Regions from separate parts of the Mus musculus genome. Here regions 2, 3 and 4 are each linked to region 1. The links are chromatin contacts, called in public Hi-C and promoter capture Hi-C maps. All regions are on one chromosome and are shown on one strand. The core of a region is the stretch at or near the end of the contact, and the rest is flanking DNA. Distances in the headings are between cores, read along the strand shown. Region 1 holds the start of Trpc4 (transient receptor potential cation channel, subfamily C, member 4). Region 2 holds the start of Proser1 (proline and serine rich 1). Region 3 overlaps Frem2 (Fras1 related extracellular matrix protein 2). Region 4 has its middle 22 kb from the start of Supt20.

What was found. Promoter capture Hi-C pulls out the DNA fragments that hold promoters and counts their contacts. Hi-C and Micro-C count contacts between places; a contact is called where the count stands out from the background.
Region 2: a contact with region 1 is called in a Hi-C map of nephron progenitors, with 9 times the contacts expected there. The contact joins the promoter of Proser1 here to the promoter of Trpc4 in region 1. A contact is called at or near these places in 1 of 39 promoter capture datasets (neural stem cells), 1 of 15 datasets of contacts at CTCF or cohesin (stem cell-derived epiblast-like cells), 4 of 484 Hi-C or Micro-C datasets (cortical neurons, nephron progenitors and olfactory sensory neurons), 6 of 115 datasets of contacts at active chromatin or transcription factors (astrocytes, embryonic stem cells, forebrain and 2 more) and 1 of 9 other capture datasets (embryonic stem cells).
Region 3: a promoter capture Hi-C map of embryonic stem cells shows a contact between it and region 1, with 3 times the contacts expected there. The contact joins the enhancer-like site here to the promoter of Trpc4 in region 1. A contact is called at or near these places in 8 of 39 promoter capture datasets (the C10 cell line, cranial neural crest, embryonic stem cells and 3 more), 2 of 15 datasets of contacts at CTCF or cohesin (large pre-B cells and pro-B cells), 10 of 484 Hi-C or Micro-C datasets (the AtT-20 cell line, cerebellar granule neurons, cerebral cortex and 7 more), 8 of 115 datasets of contacts at active chromatin or transcription factors (SST interneurons, astrocytes, embryonic forebrain and 5 more) and 2 of 9 other capture datasets (adipose tissue and embryonic stem cells).
Region 4: a Hi-C map of cortical neurons shows a contact between it and region 1, with 5 times the contacts expected there. The contact joins the enhancer-like site here to the promoter of Trpc4 in region 1. A contact is called at or near these places in 2 of 39 promoter capture datasets (cranial neural crest and pre-B cells), 11 of 484 Hi-C or Micro-C datasets (B cells, cerebellar granule neurons, cerebellum and 6 more), 4 of 115 datasets of contacts at active chromatin or transcription factors (astrocytes, embryonic forebrain, embryonic midbrain and 1 more) and 1 of 9 other capture datasets (embryonic stem cells).

What each region holds. Positions count from the first base shown.
Region 1 is chr3:54,154,477-54,158,228 of GRCm38.p6, reverse strand. It overlaps Trpc4 (transient receptor potential cation channel, subfamily C, member 4), which reads right to left and starts at 2,172. Exons shown (of 11, transcript NM_016984.3): 1 at 1,970-2,172.
Region 2 is chr3:53,461,809-53,465,560 of GRCm38.p6, reverse strand. It overlaps Proser1 (proline and serine rich 1), which reads right to left and starts at 1,766. Exons shown (of 13, transcript NM_173382.2): 1 at 1,242-1,766. The coding sequence starts at 1,286. It overlaps Nhlrc3 (NHL repeat containing 3), which reads left to right and starts at 2,303. Exons shown (of 7, transcript NM_172501.2): 1 at 2,303-2,501; 2 at 3,097-3,249. The coding sequence starts at 2,418.
Region 3 is chr3:53,572,469-53,576,220 of GRCm38.p6, reverse strand. It overlaps Frem2 (Fras1 related extracellular matrix protein 2), which reads left to right. Exons shown (of 24, transcript NM_172862.3): 5 at 1,565-1,690; 6 at 3,685-3,752. Among named protein-coding and RNA genes, the nearest start is that of Frem2, 83 kb to the left of the region's middle. Within about 2 kb of position 2,015, at least 6 of the 459 cell types and tissues checked have an H3K27ac peak or open chromatin away from gene starts, as enhancers often do.
Region 4 is chr3:54,671,383-54,675,134 of GRCm38.p6, reverse strand. No RefSeq gene overlaps it. Among named protein-coding and RNA genes, the nearest start is that of Supt20, 22 kb to the left of the region's middle. Within about 2 kb of position 2,149, at least 16 of the 459 cell types and tissues checked have an H3K27ac peak or open chromatin away from gene starts, as enhancers often do. A contact at or near this core is called in cortical neurons, where this site is marked.

The sequences.
Region 1 (3,752 bases), core at 923-3,422:
TTTTCATCTTGGCTGTCTAGAAATAAATGCAACACAAATATGAATAATATAAGATTATTTAAAACATGGAAGCCTTATAAATCTAGTCCCTCTCATATCTCTGAGAATGACTGAAAAGAAGAAAACTGAGATGTGCTTCATTTCTTAAGATCAGAGATTCTTACAAAAGCTATCAATGCGTGGCAGCTTCAGCTAAGAGATGTTTGTTTCCTGTCCAGCTTTGATACCTGATGCTTCTGATGAATGCTCCTTCCAGATCACACTGATAAACTTTTCTAAGTTCACACTTGCAAATCTTTTCCTCGTGATATATCCCCTCAGAGGACCATGGGCAACTCTGATGTCTCTCTTTCACCAACCTGTAGGTTTTTGGCCCCTTTGCCTTTCTTGGCTTAAGTCTATCCTTCCTCCTCCTCCCACCAGTCAGTGTAAAGATTCAGATCAAAGTTCAGGCAAGGCAAAGCTGCTCCTTGCAGTCTTTCTCTGAAACCGTGCACATGCACTCTCCCTCCCTCTCCTTGCTACCCTTTTTAATCCAAGTTATTCATATATCCTTTGATGCCCATTTACCTTGCCCGGGCTGACTGATTGATCCTGGTTAACCACAGCATTGATTTGCAGAGATTGTAAAGACCTTCATTCACTTTACCCACGTTAAATTCAATTTTGATCCTAATTCTGAGTTTCGGACAGGATTACCCCTATATCTTACTACTTTGTTTCTCTTAAGAGCTGGATGTTTCCTGGTTTACTGTCCAGATGAACAGAAGTAGGCGTTACAAATATAACTTTAAATAGCAAATCGTAACACCGTTAACATAACCGCCAACTCCTACTCTCGGTGTCTGAGTCTTTAAAAAAAAATCCTCTGCTAAATCTTTTATTCTTCCTAAAGAATTTTTAAGTACTTTGCATTGTGATGACTACGAGAGAAAAGCCAGCGAGCCTATGAACCTCGGTGGTTTATTTTATCACAGTTTTACAAATCTGTTCGAAGATTTCATTTTAAAGGCACAGTGACAGCGTTTTCTCTCTCTTCCCACTCGTTTGGCTTAGTAGCTTACTCCCTCCGTAAGTAACTTGATAACCTTTTATAGCAGCCAGCGGTATTTAATGATAATGCTCCCCTGGGAAAAACCGCAGTGGGCAGGGATACACCACAGTGGCTGGAGAACACTGGACACATGGTCTTTGGTCCCTCTGCCCAGCTCACCTCCACCCTCATGTCTCTATCTTTCTCTGTCTCTCTCTGGAGTCACAAAAGGCAGTTCGCAGCTGGAAACAACAAGTTGCGCCATGGATTCAAGCTATCTACTCAAGTAGCAAGCAGAGTCACTGGTTCAGCTGGAATCTCAGTTGCCAAGCGAACTAGGAACCCCCAAACCTGGTCCAACCACAAGCTTAAAAGTGCTTTTGCTGCTTGACAGAGGAAAATGACGCAGAGGGGAATGAACCCACTGAACAGCGGTCGCTGTCCTCCCTTCGTGCCCTCAGCTCGTTGGAGAGTCATAGAGCTCACCTTACGTGCCCAAGGACCATGTCATTTCCATCCTCTCCAAACGTCCAAACGCGCACGGGAGGTTGTACACAAGCACCGAGCTCCCCAGCACCGCGGGGATAAGGGCTGATCCTTTGTTTACCATGTAAATCACACCGGGGGTTCGCTCTTCGTCCTCACCCCTGCCTCACAACGCGATACAGAGAGAGCCTGGAAGCACCCCCAAACTCCCCCTTATCCCAGGTCATCCAAAGAAAGCTTCGCGAAAATCTTTCCCCGAACCTTAAAAAAGCAACCTTTTTAAAAAGAAGAAGAACCTTAAAAAGCTGCTGCACCCTGGTGACTCGCGTAAGCCCCCAGGGATACCCGCCTCCTAGCAGGGAGCCTGCTTCCCAGTCGGCTTAGGAAACTTAATCAGTATCCCAGATGTGAGGCCCGCGTCTGGAGCGCGGAGCCTGCACCCTCTCTTACCCGCAAAGTTGCAATCTGGTGGTTGAAGTGACCGAGGTGGGCTCGGCGAGCGCGCAGCACCAGTGCTGTGCCTGGTGCTAGCGCAGCTGGTCAGTTCCGATGGGGTTTCCGTAGTCGCTACCGAGTTTTTTGGAGCATTCCAAGGGGGAAAAAAACCCGCACGAAACCAGAGCCCACGCAGCTGGCACAGAACTGGGCGGAGTGAGGATGCTGGAGAGCCAGAGCAGGGGCGCGGGGGAGGGGCAGCCCAGGAGGGGGCGGGGTGCCCAGGACGACAGCCTCGCCCACCAGGCACTGATGCTCTCCCCACCTATACCCCCGGAAAAGTTGCGTTCCCAAGGTGGCCAAAGAGCAGCCTGGAGGACCGCCCCCACCCATCCTGGGTCTGCCCGAATGGATGCGCATCCCACGCACCTCCCTAGGAGCGGGTATAAAGGACCCACAAACACCTCAACGCGCCACCCGGGAGCATCTCTCCAGGTCAGTCAGCAAGCAGGGTGGCTCGCCATATGTCTGCTTGTCACTCAGCTAAGTGGTGGTCAGGACAGACCCGGAGGTCTTGGGTGTTTGGCATACACAGATCAGGGCTTGGTGTAGCCCAGGAGAAATGCAAAACTTCACTTGTCAACCGAACCCAACCCTGGAAAGCCCTGCTCCAACCATACTAAGCAGCTGGTCAAAGGATTGGAACAAATTGTCTCTCCCCCTACCCAGCCCTGGCAACTCTTGTAGCCGCCCTGGACTCCTGGCACCCCCTTCCCTGTCCTCAAGGTGTCACACTTGCCTTGCTAGTGCAGGGATGTGCTTGCCACTACCATCAACAATCCAGACAGTGGCAATAAATAAATGATAAGCCCCCAGCATCCCATCCACTCCTACCTGGCTCCCTCTAAACAACTGGCAATCAAGATTCCCACGTATTTAATCCCAAATTATGGGCCAGCGTAGGAGCTGGAGGTCCTGGTGGCTGCAGGTGGGCATGTTGGTGAACGACGGTGTCTGCCACCGGACTCAGCATCTCTAACTCTAATCTTGAGCTTCCAGATACAGCTTATCTCTTGGTGTAGTATTCATACACAAAAATAAGATCCAAGTACAGAGGTGGAAAAGTTCATGTAACTTGCCACACCTTTATTGTTCGTGATCTCAAGACCAAGGGACAAACTTAGCAGTGCGTTTGCCAAAAGGCTTCAGCCCCCTCCTACCTTCACTTCTCGGGTTTCTTTTTCAGAGCACAGGCGGTTGTGAGCTCCCCCCATCGCCTGTAAGCATCCCAGCAGCAAGATTTAATAGACTCAGGCTCACTCTGCGTTTCTGAACGTCAGATGAGTGAGGTGGGTTTTTTTTTTTTTCCGTTTCGTTTTTTTGTTTTTGTTTTTTAAGGGTAATTGCAGAGTAAGGAGGCTTTGTTGACTTTGGAGTGTACTCTTTGGAGTGAAGGTTTTGTTTTGTTGTTCTTTTCAAAATGCTGTTTGTAGTTGTCAAGTTTTCTTTCTCCTGAGCTAACTGCTCCTCTCATAGGTCAGCATGACCCCTAGAGTGATTTTGAGAGAGCACAGCCCACAGTCCGTCCCACAAAATACCGAGGCCTTTACAGTACACCAAACAAACCTGTACCAGAAAACTGGATGAGCAACAGAAGAACTCCATCCCTACCCCGAATCCCTCTACAGATCTCCATAAATGTGTGTCAACATCTTTCAAAGGTAGTTTTCTTGTCTTAGCATTAAACACTGGATTTTATAAAATATGCAAAACACATCACTCGGTAGACATGGAGATG
Region 2 (3,752 bases), core at 517-3,016, 690 kb after region 1:
CATCTGGCAAAGCCAACTGGCGACACATTTTGATTGCAGACTAGAACTGTGGCCTTGAAGGCTACCCCGTCTGAACAGACTTTTATCTCTGGAGCCTTTCCGATTCCCTCGTTGATATTTATTACCAGACATTTTTACAAGGCTGAGAAGGGAGAAGATAGACATATGCATGTCTGCATTCATGTCTACCTTAACTTAAAATTTATTTTCTCAGAATGGTTAAAAAACAGCTCAGAAACCAACTGTGGCAAATTCTAAGTACATGATAAAAAGACATTTTGTTTCAAATTTTAATTAGATGAGACTCAGCAAGTGCAGAAGTTTATTTGAAAAGAAAAAAATTCAGCACCACCAAATATGAAAGATTAAATATATGTTATCTGAAAAGGGGGGAAGGGAGGAAAAGGGGTCTTACAAAGAGCAAAACAAAACTCTAGATCCGCTGGTCGTGGTGGCGCCCGCCTTTATTCCCAGCACTCGGGAGGCAGAGGCAGGCGGATTTCTGAGTCCGAGGCCAACCTGGTCTACAAAGTGAGCTCCAGGACAGCCAGGGCTATACAGAGAAACCCTGTCTCAAAAAACAAACAAACAAACAAAAAAACAAAAACAAAAACCTCTAGATCTGGCGCCAATTTTTGCAGTGCCAGTCAGGGGCACCGTTTGAGATGCCGAACAGATGCAAGCTGTGAGATGCTGTGAGGTCACAGCACTGCCCTTTCTGTCAAACAGGCAACCTGCTATTTTTTATGTAAGAGATACTTTTAGCCTCAACCTTACATTCCAAATTTTTTTTTTTTTTTTTTTTTTTTTTTTTGCTGCCTGGTTCCTTCCAGGAAATAGGAAATATAAACAGTGTCAAAAAGATGGAAGGAGAGCAAAGGCAGGGGAAGAGATCTGGAAAAGAACTTTCTCGGCATCCCTTCCAGTGCCTAGTCACTCCTGTTACCGAACCATGTTAACATTGAATAAATGTCAGTCAACCAAAAGCTCAGTTATTACGGATTTACAGTTGGCTCCGGGGCTGTAGGTAGTACAAACGTAATTCCCGTACCACAATGACTTCCCAAGTTTAGCAGTGAGGTGGTTTATCTTCTATTTAAGCGGTGCAACGGACCAAGATGCAAGTTCTTACGTTACACAGGAAAGTTCAAGTTCCTCTGCTGACTACACACAACACCTCAAAGAAAGTAACTCACGACCATTATTATCTCAGACGAATTTCAGGGAACAAGGTCAATTACCTTTCGAATTTCATCCAGCACCGTCTCAAAGGACTTTTTGTCCATCTTGAGTACTATTCCGTCGTGACGTCTCACAGTTCTTGCAATTACAAAACGCTCATCCCAGGTTCGTCTCGTGGATAATACACCAGGAGGAGAAAGGAGGCGAGGAGGTAGAGTATTGCAAACTGCACCAAAACAAAACAAAAAATCCCAGAACGAAAACTTGGAAAAAGTTGGGTTTTTTTTTGTTGTTGTTTGTTTGTTTTTTTAAATAAAAATCAGACTTCAGTAGCTTCTTCACACAAAGCTTCAGCTGCTCAGAGCAGAGCGGGCTTGTGCGTTTGCAGAAATCAGGGCTCCGGAGGGTGCCGACAGCCGGGTGCTCCGGGGAAGGCCGCCGAGCCACGCTCCGCTCACCGCCGTGATCCGGGACACGTGGCCCCGCGGGCGCTCAGACCCGCCGATCCGCCCGATCCCGGGGTCCCGCAGCTCCGGCAACCGGCGGCCCCCGCAGGTCCTTTGTTACGGGCTTTCGTAGCTTCCGGGAGCGGGCGGGCGGCCGGGGCGCACTAGGAGCCGGACGAAGGGGGCCAGAGCCTTGCGAAGGGAGGCTCTCGAGCACCTCAGCGCTCATACGGCCAGGCGCCCAGCGGGTGCTCCCCTAAATGCCCCACCAGCTCCAGGGGACCTTTGATAGAGCGTGTCGCGCCCACAAGACGCAATGGTGCACCGCCACCTTAAGTCGCTTTTGCACAAATGATTAGTTTGGGGCGTCGGGGGGGGGGGGCGGGGTCCTAGTGTGGGAATATAGGCGTCCACGGCAGAAGCCTGAATGCTTGTGGAGCAGACGTGACTAAAGTCCTTTTCGGAGCGTGGTAGTCATTGTTTTAGTGTCACGATCCCCTAACTCTTCAGTTTCTCGGTGCTCTGTTTTGCTTCTTGAAAGTGAGTTTAAAGGAGCGAAGAGTAAGTAGGTCAGGAAGATCTGCGGACGCCGCCATCCTAGTGGCCAGGAGCACCTCGGCGTGGGGACCAGGGTCACTCGCTGGGCGCCTGACTCGGGGCGGAGCAAGGAGCAGGACACCCGGAATTAGTCTTCGGCGGTTCTCCGGTCGAGTTTCCCGGTGCTTTAGTCTGCCTCTGCCCTAGAGCCGGCTTCAGGCCTCGCTGACTTTCGCCTCCCAGACCCTCGCGATGGCGAGAGCCTGGGTCTGCCTGGCGGGCGCCGCCTTCTTCCTTTCCTGTCTGGTTTTGCATTCGCGCTTCTGTGGCTCGCTGGTAAATAGCAGGCAGAAGGCTGTGGGTGTGGGTGCCACCGAGGGGTACAGCCCCTGGGGTCCCAAACCTGCTCCCCTGGGGCTCAGCAGCTGACGACTCGTCCTCTCATTTAGTGTAAAAAGAATGCACGTGGGGCTGGGGAGGTGGCGCGGAGGTTGGGAGCTCGAGCAGCTTTTTCAGAGGACTCAGGTTCGATTCCCAGCACCAACTTGAAGGCTCACTCTCTCACTGTAACTCCAGTTCCAGGGAGCCTGATGCCCTCTTCTGGCCTTTGTGGGCACATGGTGCACATAAACTCACCCGAGCTCATGCACACAAGTCTAAATAAAAATAAGTAAACATCACACACACACACACACACACACACACACACACACACACACACTGGATTTTCCCCAGCTCTTACTACACTCTTAAGTCACACACACACACACACACACACACACACACACACTGGATTTTCCCCAGCTCTTACTACACTCTTAAGTCATCATTAGACTTTTCTTATGGTTGTTTTGATCTTTAGATATACAATCTTATTTCCGGCTACCTTCTGGTTGTCGAACTGAATCTGAGTATTTTGATTTTATTTGAGGTTTCAAGGACATTTTCTTTTCACGTTTCCTGGAGAATGGAGGACCCTCTTTTCCGGCTGGATTTGGGTTGGCCCAAGAATTCGGAATACTTCACTGGTGCAACATTTTGTGTTGCAGTTGATTCCCTCAACGGGTTAGTTTACGTAGCCCAAGTAAGTAGAATGCATTTTTTTTTTTTTTTAATATGTGAGCCTGTGAGGTCAAGAGAGACCAGAGTGTTAATGCGGTTATCAACTACCAGTGGTTTCCAGGATTGAACTCTGAGTGTCAGTCTTGCTTAGCAAACACTTTCATCTGCTCAGCCATCTCTTCAACTAGAGATTTTTTTTTAATTTTAATTATATACATTCAGTTTGATCACAACAGACAGGAATAATAAAAGAACAGTCAATCTGAGCATGACAAAAAGGAAAAAAAGAAGATGAACAGAAAGGAAAGAAGTGTTTCCCACCTAGATAGCCTGCTGCATTTATAGTATGCTAACTATGCAATTTAATTTTGAGTTGGCTTCAAGTGCACATTTTAGATTTGTATGCATTAGAAATTATTAAGTTTTGAAGTTAGTGCTTTTTTTTTACACACTTCTAAATTTCTTATTATACTTTCATTTTGATTTCTCTGACAAAAGTAAAGATTAGCGTTCCTATTGAGTGAT
Region 3 (3,752 bases), core at 766-3,265, 580 kb after region 1:
CCCCATGAGGGCATGGGCTTCATTTCTGCATCAGCGGGGCCCCTTGTAATGCCTGGCAAGTTAAAATCAGTGTTTAATAGATGAATAATCCACTATAAGATGGGAGTATTCTAAATATGAATATATCAGAGATAGTCTTGAAGGAAAACAAAGGATACTGGAAAAGTTAGTCATTAGAAAAGCACTTAATCTCAAGATTTCCTTACAAAGGTCAAGGCAGGATTGAAACCTGGGCACAGGAAGTGCGCTCAGGGCAGTGAGGGTCACTGCCTGCACCACCTCTAGGTAGACGAGAGCTGCATATACCTCTGGATTTGAGAGTTGCAGGGAAAATGAACTGCAGAACTCAATGGCTCTTTTTTGTTTTTTAATTTTTCATTTGTATGCACCTATGTCTTTGCACATGTGTGTGCATGTGTTCTCATGCTTAAGGAAGTCAGGTATTTGATCCCCTGGATCTGGAGTTACAGCATGCTATGAACCACCATACATAGGCATTAGGAACTAAGCCCTCGGTCCCTCTGCAAGAGCAGTAAGTGCTCTTAACCACTGAACCATTTCTGGTTCTTGTCCCAGAAGCCCTTTCCTGCAGACTCTTCCCTTTGGCTGACCCACCGGAAGCCTCGGCATCAGGGAGCCCTCCACGGATGGGGGCGGCGCTCTCATCCTTAGTGCCCTCAGCCACAGGGCAGGGTGGGATGTGCGTCTTCACTGTGTGTGCTATTCTGGAGTCTTTTTTAGCCACAGAAGAATTGTGCTTACTGTCTCAGAGATAATTGAGATGTGTTTTCTGTGTGGATGTTGAGACTTCCAGGGAAGCCGACTTCCAGAAGAATGCCAGAATCTGTTTTGGGTTTGTAATGTCAAACTATTGAATTAAATAATCGCAAAAGTTTTACACAGTAGATCTATTTTTAACAGTTTAATTATGCCATTTGTATTAATTAATGTACCTTTCATCTATGTTTTATTAAAAGAATCATTGAGACTAGTAATGTCGTATAAACATAGCTTTTATGTCACGAGTAATTGCTATCCTGCTAAGGGAGGAAAAGAAAACACGACAGAGGTGATGTTAGCTGATGAAGACACTTGGAAACTCTAAAGGAACTGTTGTTTGAAAACAGTTGAACAGTATATTGTTACATTTTTAATCACAAATCATCCCAAAGGAAGCCCTTTGGGTAGAGTAGAAGTTACATGATCTGAGGTCCAACCTGACTGTGCTTGGGAGCCAGGCACAACCGTGTGATCCCAAGGTCCTGTAAAGCAGGGCATTTCTACCTCTCAGGTTATACCAGGGAAGATGCCCTCCGCTGCCAAGATGAAAGAGGGCAATTGAAAAGCACTGCACACCGGTGTTTACTGAAAACAAAGTGATGACTGGAGATCCAAGCTATGCTGAGTTCTCCACCCCTCCCTGACACGGTTCTTTTAAAAAAGAAAAAGAAAAAAAAAAAAACTATTAGAGTCATGTTCAGTTTCTGACATAAGAGATTCAGATCAAAAAGGAGAAACGAAGCAAAAAAAAAAATGATAGCAACTGTAATTGTATTCTCTTTAGAATCAACCGTGTTCATTCCCCAGTCTGAGTACTCTGTTGAAGAAGATGTGGGTGAGCTGTTCATTCCCATCAGGAGAAGTGGAGACATCAGCCGGGAGCTGATGGTGATCTGCTACACACAGCAAGGTAAGCCCGTTGTTGAGCCAAGTGAAATGACCTCCAGTCAACGCGCCCAGTGGCCTCCCCCAGTCAGCGCGTCCAGCGTCCTCTTCATCCGGTGGGGCTTTGTTGCAGCTTTTCATAGACACTGGAGCATTCCTTAACAGCTGTGCTTCGTGCTACATCTCTAGGGGCCTCTGGGTCAACCTGGCAGAAACTGACACTTCTTCCCTCAACTATTGGTCACTTAGCCCAACTTAGGTTGCAGGGCACCGAGGCCATCTGGAGCTGTTGTTTAGAGGTGGGGTCTGGTCTGTGACACAGCTTGCTAGCCTTCTCAGACACCCTGGAATGTCTCAACATGTCACAACCTTTGTACAGCTCAGTGGCTTCCCTGCCGTGCCAAAGGCTGTGTGATTGATCCTAAGCAGGACAAAAAGAGAACGAAAGGCCAAGGCAATGCATTCTTGAAGAGGACACACTAATTTCAAGCTGATTTGACTGGAAACAGCAGTGTCCTAAGAGTTTTCCTCTGTTACGTATTAGGAAAAAGACCAGGTATTGGGTTCTATGCCATCATAAGCAGGGGAAAAAAAGTGTGGAGTTGAATCAAAAAAACAAAATTGATACTTTTGTACCTTGTATATGTGACTGTAGAACTTTACCAAACAAAAGACCATGTAGGCAATGAATTAGAGACAAAGCATTATCGATTGGAAATAGATCGAGGAATTATAGACAAGCCATTATATATTGGAAGTGGATCTATATTCTCCTGAGCATGTCTTCATGAAGCATATAAGAAACTGTTAATGGTTACGTGATCATATGAGGGACAAATTCGAACTTCCACTAAAGAGCAGTAGATCTCTTCTGAGCATATACTTTATGACATGATTAATGTTAAAATGGCCAGGATAACTAATCCATCCTGTTGGTGTTTAGTGGACTCTGGAGAGTGTCACAGATGTAGGTCTCTCCTTGGAGTTCTTCAAGGTTTCCATAATTCACTTTTTAAGGTGTCCTCAAGTTTAAAGGACATTAAATGAGTATTTTGAAAATGGAAAACTCGTTAACCATTTTTGCAAACAAATTTCAAAGTACTGTTTTGCTCGTATGTGAGCATCCTATGAAAGGCAAATTTGCATAAGACAAACTTAAGGTTAATATATAAAAGTCATTAACATTTCAAATCATTTTCTAGAAAAAAAACCAATAGAAAAGAAAAAAAGTTCCCTTTGTTGTAGTTGTCATGTTGGACTTTCATGAAAATTCCCATCAATGTGTGTGTGATCTGAAAAGCTGAATAAAGGATAATTATAAAAGATTCAGTCTCAGCCTTGTACCCAGATGCCAGAACTAGCGCACTTACCTCTCAACTCCTCACATCCCCAAAGCCTGAAACCCAGCAGATAGACAGAAGGACTGAGGCAAGACAGAAGGCATGTGACCTTGGCCTAGACACGGGAAACATTTGAATAGTGGGAGATGCTATTTTGCCCTGTGGTGTTGATCTGAAAGCTTGTTGGAGGATAGGTAGGAGAAAACACTGGAAAGACAGTATTTGCAGTGTGTGAGGTCATTTTGAGGGAGACCTGTGCTCTAAGGATAATCAGTAATTGTGATTCTGAGAGAGACCTGTCCTATAAGGATACTGTGTAGAAGTGACTCTGAAGGAGACCTGTGCTGTAAGGATACAATGTAGTTGCCACTGCAGTTCTGAGGTGTGGCTGTATAGGGTTGCAACAGTTAAATACTGAATATGAAAACAACAGGTTTTAGAAACTGAAGTCTTGCAGTGGTGGCACATGGCACTTGGGAGGCAGAGGCAGGCAGATTTCTGAGTTCGAGGCCAACCTGGTCTACAGAGTGAGTTCCAGGACAGTCAGGGCTACACAGAGAAATCCTGTCTGGAAGAAAAATAGAAAGAGAGAGAGAGAGAGAGAGAGAGAGAGAGAGAGAGAGAGAGAGAGAGAGAGAGAGAGAGACACTGAAGTCTTTTGGGTTCTCTTGGCTCCTAGGGACAGCCACCAGCACTGTGCGGACGTCCGTGCTCTCTTACTCTGACTACATCTCCAGGCCCGAGGAC
Region 4 (3,752 bases), core at 900-3,399, 520 kb before region 1:
AGAGCACCTGTCCTTGGGTAAAAACTTGAATCAAAAAGTAAATGTATTTCTCAACTCTGAAACCAAGTTTCAGACCCTTGTATTTTTCTATACCAATTAAAGGTGTTGTCTGCAGAGAGCCAAATGTGATTTCTAATGGCGGTCCTGTGAACAAGGACTTCCATGAGCATCTCCAAATGGAGATTCCTGAGCAAAATGCTGACAGGAACCACTTGGATTGCTTCGAGTCAGCCTTCCAGTGAGCGCTCTGTGCCCCAAGTCAGGGCTACCAACCCTCACAGAACAATTCTCCTCCCTTTATCTCTTCTGGCTCTGCTCCATGTTCTAACTCCAGTAATGTATCAGGCTCCATCATCAACTGTCACTTTAACCCAGGTAGAACTTTTCCTTAAACTTCAGCATTCTCCCATTGTTTGGCCTAACACCTTTCCCCTCCCTAGTAGATAGGCACTCAATGTTGGTTTTAGTTGAAATAAATAAAACCTCTTAATTCATTAAGGTTTCCAGACAGTGTTTGCACTCATTCGTTCATTCAAGAAGTAACAATTGAATGTTTTCTAATTGCAACACACAGCTAATATGAAGAGGCATCATCAGTGTAGCAGCAGATTCAGAATTCATGCCCACAGGAGCCTGATTACCCTGTATAAGTCTCACAAAGCAGAGGCTCTGAACTTTGAGTGGCTCCATTATTGGATCAATACTGGTTCACATATCCTTAAATATTTCATGTGGGCTACGGATGTAGTACAGGGACAATATTCTTAGTATGCATGTTCTCACACACACACACAGACATACTGTCACACACAGTTTACTAATACCTTCTTAAGCTTTGTTCGCAGTGGGATCCAATTCTGAATTCCCGACAGGCTATAAAACTCATTATGGTTTGCAGACTGGCCGCAAACTCATGATAATCTTTCTGTTTTTATCTTACAGGTGCTGGGATTACAGGCGTGAGCTACCAGACCCAGCTTCCTACTCTATCTTTGTTTCTTCCTTTTCAATTTTTCTCCCTCTCCCTCTCCCCCTCCCCACCCCTGTCCCTGTCCCTGTCTCTGTCCCTATCCCTCTCCCACCTCATCTGTGGGGTCAAACTGAGGTTGGCAGTGTTGTTAGCAAACAGTCTGGGCAATCTTGCCCTTTATCCATCAGTCTTTTATTTCTGAGTTACAATCTGAGTTTAATTTAATACATTGGTTTCTATTTCCTCTTAGCACAAGATGCCCCCCAGTAAAAGTGAATTAGCATTTTCTGACTAAGTCTGTGTTGCTGCATGTGAATGATGGGAATGGTGGGAATGATGCAGAGTTTGTGAATCCTGAGCTGGTAAAAAGAATTCTGTGCACACCCCCCCCCCCTTTCAGGACAAATAACAGCAGAAAAAAATATGAAAACGAAGCATGGTGTATTTAACTTGGGAACAAATCGGATGAGTCACTTGAAGGCTGAAGGCTGATTCCCTCGCTCAGCTCTCTGGAGGCAACGACTCAAAAGGGCTTGAGGAGAAGTGCTTCCTGCCTCTACTTGAAACAATTCCTGACCCTTGACCCCCACCCCAGTACTCACAGGGAACCCTGAAACCTGAGCTAAATTCTCTTCTGGTTAGTCTGTTTCTGCTCCCGGAACTCTAAAAAACAATGGCCAAATGGCATCGCCTTTGGTGTTGTGTGTTTTTTTTTTAGTTAACTTTCTGGACTTCGTGGACCCTTGTGATTTGGGGGGTACTTTGTGTTAGGAATGGTTTTTGAGCTATGAGATTTTTCTTCCAAGTGAAAAGAGCTTGGCCACAGATGTGGGCTGACTGTCCTCACTGGAGAAACCATCTGGCATGATTGTAATCTTCTTTTGGAAATATTTAAACAATATATCACATAAATAATGAAAATCTGACCTTAAATCAACAATGTTGTCAGTAAGGGATTTACCGGCTTATGCAGCTCAAACACGGCGCTCAGCGTAACATTCCTCAGACCCTATCCGTTCACCGTTAAAACTTTTTATAAATGATTAAACTTTATAGAATGATTTAAGTCAAATTCTCCCAAGTCCAAACTGTTGAAAATTGGCCCTGTCACCCAGCTGGGGGTTTCTATTTGATGCTCTATCCCAAAAGAAACAGCAGGGGGCCACCTTGTAATGCTGTGGCTTTAGTTTTATTCTCTGTTTTCACTCACGAAAGGTTCCTTTCTCTCCATTGCTTGGCATCCATTCACCCATTCTGGGATTTGCATATGTTTGTTTGAAGAAAGAAAACATTTTTAGACACCAGCTTTACTATATTGAGAATGCATGGTGTAATTGCAGCCTTAAAATATTTTTTTCTCAGTTTAAGTGAAGGAATTAAAATGTTAACAGTTTCTTCTATTCCCTTGCACTGCAGTAGGAAACTGTACGTCCTGTTCTCCTTCCTGGCAGGTTGTCGCCTTCTTCATGGAGACCATACAATTACCCAGCAGACCATTGTAGTACATGCCTGTCAATCATGATACTTTACTCAACGGTCAGAATGATTATAAGGATGTGGATAGAAACATGAACAGCACACCTATTTCACCTTGCAGCCCCCCCCCCTTCAGGCAAATGTCCCTAAGTTCTAAAATGGTGACTTAATATAAACAGAGGGGTCCATCTCCAGGGCCGTCACAAATGAATGGGGTTGAGCATAAGTGGCCAGCGAGTGGAAGCTGCCCAATTACTCTATGAATCCATCTTGTGACACTTAAGAAAAACCACACCTCCAAGAAGGCTCTCAAGTGGCTAACCGGGCCTAAATTCAAAGTGTGGCCAGTTCTGACTGGGGAATTTTACTTTGGTTTATTGAGAAACCACAAACTTAACTACACTGGGTCTCAAGCCAGGCATGGTCAAGAGCCCCTGGGAATTCCTATCTTGTCATCTCACTAGGACCAATGAACTATATATCCCACAGTCAGCCAATCAGAAAAGAGTGGTACCTACTTGGGGCACCCTCATTTACATATCAGGACCTAGCAGGAACCTAGCTGGGAATGTTCTCTGTAGAAGTTGGGTTTTGCTCCTCAGAGCACTTCTGTCTGTAGGTAAACACCCAACCTGCCAATATTTTTGTACATAAATGGAGACATGGTGTCACACTGTAGCCCAGGCTAGCCTGGAATGCATTATGTAGCCCAGGCTGGCCTTGGCAATCTCCTTTCCTCGGGCTCTTGAGATCTGGGATATTTAGGTGGCTCTGGGTTCTGCAGAGTCTTGTGATTTTGGGTGTCAACTTACTTGTTTTCTGCCTGTCTTCAAAGGGACTTTATATCGCATCCAGCCATCATACACTCACACTGCAAGAGCATTTTAAAAACTGTGCTTTGAAAAACAATACTAGTTATCCTTTAGAAAAGAGATGAAAGTTTTAGAAGCATAAATTATTACTTAATACCAGGGTTTCTTTTTGTTTTGTTTTGTTTTTGCTTTTTGACAGAGTCTTGCTATGTAGCCCTGGCTGGCATGGACCTGGCTAAGTAAACCAAGCTGACTTTGAACTCTACCTCAATCACCAGATCGCTCTGATGACAGATTGGAGCTATCATACCTGGCTCATTTCCAGCTTTCAGAATTCTTAATTATTTTTTAAGAAACTGAATAAACATTAAAGAACCTAACTCCTTTAAAAAAAAAGCCTAGCTCTTTTAAATTAAAAAAAAAATTCTCTCATTTACTACATTCTGACTGAAATTCCCCCTCACCCCCACTTCCTCTCCTTCCAGTACTCCAAC